Regions from separate parts of the Mus musculus genome. Here region 1 is linked to region 2. The links are chromatin contacts, called in public HiChIP or PLAC-seq maps. All regions are on one chromosome and are shown on one strand. The core of a region is the stretch at or near the end of the contact, and the rest is flanking DNA. Distances in the headings are between cores, read along the strand shown.

Region 1 (2,804 bases), core at 109-2,608, 2.3 Mb before region 2:
AATAAAATAAATAAAAGACTTTTCACTTAAAAGTTTGTTTCCTCCCTTGTAACATTTATGCCAATGCCATACATAATAGGTACTAAAATATTAAAATCCGTTAGAAAAAAATCCCTTCTGAGTTTGAGGGTAGAGATTCTAAAAGCATTTATTCAAATAATTTCAAGCAAGCATCTCTTCTTCGATGTACATGGTAGAGTACTGTATAACCTAAGAATCTGGCTCACAGTGATCCTAATCCCTCTTTGCATCCTCTTTTTCTTAAATGTAAAAGAATTCAAAGTGTTCTTTTGCTGCCCTTCCATCTATGACAGTTTGCTAGTGATATAGAGATCTGTGCTCAACGGGGGCTGAATGGAACAGGGCTTAAGGTACTTATCAAGTATATAACTGAGTTCAAACTGCTTTCAGCTTCACATCTGATTCACAATAATGAAGAAAAACGAAGACGTTTCATGTGGCTTTTCTAGGTTAAGTAACGGACACAAGAAAAAGCCTAAATGCCAAAAGCCAAATAGGCAGCGCCAAGAAGTCTTCCCCCGAATATATATATCCTAATCCTCCGGGTACAGAGAACAGATCGCTAAACCTTTTCAACTTTTCTCCCTTGAAGGCTGATCTCCCAGCCGTTAAGGACCCCCTAGTTCCTTCACTTTTAGGAGCTCGGGTCCTTACATCTCTGTCCCTCCAGAAACTCTTGAGTCTGAAAGCCCGGATCTTGTCCCCAAAGAAGACCCAGTCCTCACTGCCCGCTTCGATTCCCTTTCAAATTCAAGTCTTCTCTGCCTCCTTCTCTAGCTCCAGTCCTCAAGTCTTTGCTGCCCGGTTTCTGAATCCTTAGGAGCTGGGACTTTACTGTCCCGCTTCTGTCTCTTAGGAGCCCGAGTCCTCTCGGGCTCCACTTTTACCTCTCTGGAGCCTGTGTCTTCACGCCCCGTTTCGTTCCTACCCTCGCCTCCTATAAAGTGCGGGATCCTCACCATCCTGTCCCTCTCAGAAGGCTTTCCCTCAGATGCTGCAGAATCCACATCCGTCCCCGTTTCCTAAGTCTCTCATTCAGAGCTCGAGTCCCCAACAGCCGCTGCTTCTGCGAGCCCGAACCCCTCAAGTCCCGTCCCAAGAGCCTGGGCTCCTCAGCCCCGTCTCTTCCACAGCCTAGTTCTTCCAGCACTGACCCGCTGTGGGTCTGGGTCCTGACACCCTCCTCCCGCTCTTCGTCCTCAACTGCCAGGGCCCAAGACTCACAGGCAGCAGCGTCTATCTCCCCATGATATGCGGAGACTGCCCCAGTGAAGCTTTCGTCTCAGCAGCCGGTCCGACTGCGCGGCCCTCCCCAAGCACTTCCGGCACCGCTCCCCGCCTCCAACCCGGAAACGCGCGGCTCTTCCGGCCGCCGGGCGCGCGCCTCACTAGCGCAGGCGCAGATGGTACTACAACACGTGGTAGGACTGTGAGCCCAGCGCCTGGCTTGGCAGGTCGGGCTTTCTGCTCTGTGTGGCTTGCTGGTGGCGTGGGTCTACTCTGCGTCCCCTACCACGGCGTGAATCCCTGTCCTAGATGTTTCTTTACGACTCATCTCTTTCACGAGCGTGACCGGTAACCGACGGCCTCGGAGAGCTTCCAAGTCGCCATTTTTGGTTGGTGCCTTTGTGGTGCTATAAGGATGGGACCGCAGTTCTGCATAGATACCAACTATGGGACTCTCAACCAGCACGAGAACTTGGAGACTAGAGAAGCTGATTGTGCCTATTAGTTAATCTGTAGTCAACATACACTTGGACGAGAGCTGTCTGTGAGGGACTGGTTCAGTCCCTCACTTGGAGTATGTCATGTAATAGTGGAAGAAACGTGAAATTCCTAAGGGATGTAGGTTCTCAACTTGAATTGAAAATTCTTACTCCAAAGCCCGGGCTGGTACAGTAACTGTTAAACCACTAAGCCCTGAGATTTGAGTACTTTTTTTTTTTTTTTTTTTGCTAGGCATGTAAGCAACAGGCAGTTTCAGTCCCCGGCAAGGATTCTTAGTAAAATAGAGATCTCGCAAACGAGTGTATAGAAGTCTGACATCTCAGAGCTATCAACGGTTCCTGCCCATAAAGAATCCATTCTATCTTTGTATCTTCATCCCATTAGGCTCATCCACCCTCTTGGTCCAAAATCCTGGATGCAAGGGCTTAACCATTAAGTGGCAAACTGTTTATAACCTTATTTTTCTTTTTGGATTTATTTTATGCGGAAAAGTGTTTTGTCTGCATTTATATATGTACACCATGTGCATTCCTGGTGCACAAAGAGGTCAGAAGAGGGTATCTGAAGCCTTGCAATTGAAGTTACAGATAGTTGTGAGCCACCATGTGACTGCTGGCATTGACCCAGGCCCTCTGCAAGACTGCCAGGTTCGAGAGAAAGCCACCTCTCAAGCCCCAGCTTTATTTTTCTATCATGGTTCTCAGAGTTTGGCCAATCAGTTTTTGTGCTTGCATCCTTGGATGTACTAAACTGTTTTTTTGTTTTTGTTTTTGTTTTTTGCTGTGTGCTGGGTATATCCTGTTGGGGAAGTCAGTCATCATTGTCCTTAAGAGTTTACAGGCGCTAGGCAGTGCTAGCTCATGCCTTTAATCCCAGCACTTGGGAGGCATGGGCAAGATTTCTGAGTTTGAGGCCAGCCTGGTCTACAGAGTGAGTTCCAGGACAGCCAGGGCTACACAGAGAAACCCTGTCTCAAAAAAACAAGCAAACAAAAAAAAAGACTAGATGAGCAGTAAGGCTGAAGTTTGGTTAGGGGACAGGAAGGGACAGGTGGA
Region 2 (2,852 bases), core at 319-2,818:
CCCTGGGTTCAGTCCCCAACAAACCAAACAGAACAAGTCCGAGAGAAGACGCTCAATAAGAGACACTGGAGTTTACTTCTGTTAAGTGCCACACCCAGCCATCCTACCCTAAACTATCAGCTTCAACTTACCAGTCTGGGAAAATCCTTTTTACTGGCTCCCTCTGCGTGATCCTGGCTTGAGTCATCTGGACTTGTCCAAGGCCGCTTCTTCACATGTGTAGGTCTTCTCTGCTCTAGGGGTGCACCATCGAGCCCACCCAAGGGCTCTGGGGAGCTAGCACAGGAATTGGCTGGGGCAGAAAGTCCTTGTTCCAGCTCCATCCTGGACCCTGACTGGGCCTTGTCCTCTGGCCCCACCGGGTCAGGTGGAGTGCCAGGGCTGCCAACCACAAACGCGGGCTGTACTTCCTGCTGATCTGTAGAATCCTCAGTCAGCACCTCTGGGTACAGTGCTGGACTCTGAAGAGGCTCCTGGGTGACCAGACTAAGGGGCTCGCCTCCAAAGAGCCCTGGGAATTCAAAAAGGTGATCAAGGCTGTCTGGCGCAACCCCATCCTTAGAAAAGAGCATGTTTTCAACCTCGGTTTCTACAGCACATTCCACCCAACTTCCACCTGGCTCTCCAGGCTCAGTGTCCTTAGAAGAAAGAAGCCTTGGGGGACCTGCAAAGGCCTCTGGAGAAGCACACTCGGGAGGGTCCCCATCTGGTCTTTGACCAAACCTCAGGGAAAAACCTGACTTTTCCTCCTCCTGGGGACAGATTCCACACTTCCTGCATTTCCTTCGGAAAGGGGGCAGGACTGGAGATGGGGGCGGGCCCTTTGCACTGAGCCCCTCTTTGCTGAGTGTAGGATCCTCTGGGGAAACCATTCCTTCGACAGTGGTGGCTTGTCTAAAGCTGGGGCTGCTGGCCTCTTCCATTCCTGCTGGCCCCTCTGTACAGACCAGTACTCTATCTGGGAAGTCCAGTGATGTACCACAAAGACTTCTGGAGCTTCCAGTAGCCAAGAAGTCACACAGAGAGTCCTGGAACCTAGACAATGTCCTCTGTCCACCAGCCCTGGCTAAAAACTTGTCAACAGGCCTATGTGGAAAAGAGGGAGGTCTCAGGGAAAGCCTGACTGGGTAGTCCTCCCCGGCTTGCCAACTCACCTCCTAGACATGCTCCCTCCCCCGACCCCCACTCCTCGCACTAGTCTGCAGAAGGGAAGCTATCCAGATAGGGCCACTCCTCTGAGCTTCCCAAGAGCTTTTTTACCCTTTAAGCTTTCTGCTTAAATGAAAAAGGGTAAAAGTCACTACTTATCAGTGACACTGTGAAATGAGGTATCTCGCTTCACCCTAGCTGGTTCAGAGACTGCCCAAAAGCACACAGAGAGCAGAAAAGAGGAGATTCTCCCAGAAATGCAAAAGCCAGCTCCACACGGAGCAGAAATCTCAGCCCTATCTATACCCCACTCCTATAAACAGGACTCTGAATCAAGCCAGTCCCTGAACGCACTAGGACCTCCGACCTAAAGCTCCAACCGCTTACATCTGAGCTGCTACAGCTCCTTCTCCTTCTACTCCTGGGGGGCCGGGGGGGGGGGTTGAGGGAAGAAGCACGTGATGCGGAGAAGATGGTCCTGGATCCAAGGGGTGGGAGGCAGGACCTGGTGGTGCCCAGCAACGGCTCCCTAGGGGTGCTGGCGTTCTTGTCCAGCAGGAGGCGCTCGCTCCCTGCCGAGGGCTTCTGGGAGGAGGTGCCAATCATTCTGCCTCCACGCGACCGGGCGGGGTGCGGGGTGCGTGGGCAAAGGAATCGCAGACCCCCCGGATGCCGAAAGCTGCCTAAGATTGTAAACAGAGTGGAGGAGGTGTCTGAAACCCCTGGGGATTGTTAAACTCAAATCTGATTATTTTTCCTAATTAGATATTTTAATATTGTCTGGCATACAATATATCTAGACACACATGTGCCTTCTAGTCGAATAGAACGTCAAGAAATAGAAAAGTTTAAACTTCCTCTCATTTCTCAACCCTCTACTCTGTGGAACTTTGGGGTTTTTCTTTGTGGTCGATTTTGTTTGCCTGATTTCATAGCTATGGGTGACACTCCCATGCACATATCACTTGGCTCTTAAAATTTAAAAACCAAGTGATATGGCACTTAATAATCCATTAATCTATTAATTATTTATATTTATTGTTAATAGTATAATTAGTTGTTGATTATATATATTATAATTTATGATTAATTAGTTATTGATCCCACATGTGGTGACTTTATTTACTATTCTTTCCCCCCTCCACCCAGTTTTTAGTTTTTGAATATTTTTTAATTTTTAAAAATTGAATGTATTGGGCATGGTGGCCCATACCTTTAATCCCAGCACTCGGGAGGCAGAGGCAAGCGGATTTCTGAGTTCCAGGCCAGCCTCGTCTACAAAGTGAGTTCCAGAACAGCCAGGGCTATACAAGAGAAACCCTGTCTCAAAAAAAAAACGACAAATAAATAAATAAATAAATAAATAAATAAATAAATAAATAAATAGGAGGAGGAGGGAGAAGGAAGGGAAAGAGAGAGAGACAGAGAGAGAGAGAGAGAGAGAGAGAGAGAGAGAGAGAGAGAGAGAGAGAGAGAGAGAGAAGCAAAGTAAAATGTGAAGTCTGCCCAGCACCACCCTCTGCCTTTGAATTCAGAGGCCAGCCTGGGTGTATAAGACCCTGCCCCGAATTAAATAGATACAACAAATAAAATACCAGTTGCAAGGGATTCTGGGAAGCCACTTCCACCTCACCTCTTCCCAAGAGAGCAGGAAGGCACACTGGAATGGGAGAATGGAAGCAATATTTGAAAATATCTTTCAT

What was found. HiChIP or PLAC-seq counts read pairs in DNA pulled down with a chosen protein or histone mark.
Region 1: an H3K27ac HiChIP or PLAC-seq map of large pre-B cells shows a contact between it and region 2, with 2.3 times the contacts expected there. The contact joins the promoter of Taf12 here to the promoter of Spocd1 in region 2.

Annotation. Positions count from the first base shown.
Region 1 is chr4:132,272,929-132,275,732 of GRCm38.p6, reverse strand. It overlaps Taf12 (TATA-box binding protein associated factor 12), which reads right to left and starts at 1,358. Exons shown (of 6, transcript NM_025579.3): 1 at 1,246-1,358.
Region 2 is chr4:129,927,483-129,930,334 of GRCm38.p6, reverse strand. It overlaps Spocd1 (SPOC domain-containing protein 1), which reads right to left and starts at 1,568. Exons shown (of 15, transcript XM_017320505.1): 1 at 1,537-1,568; 2 at 132-1,086. The coding sequence starts at 1,538.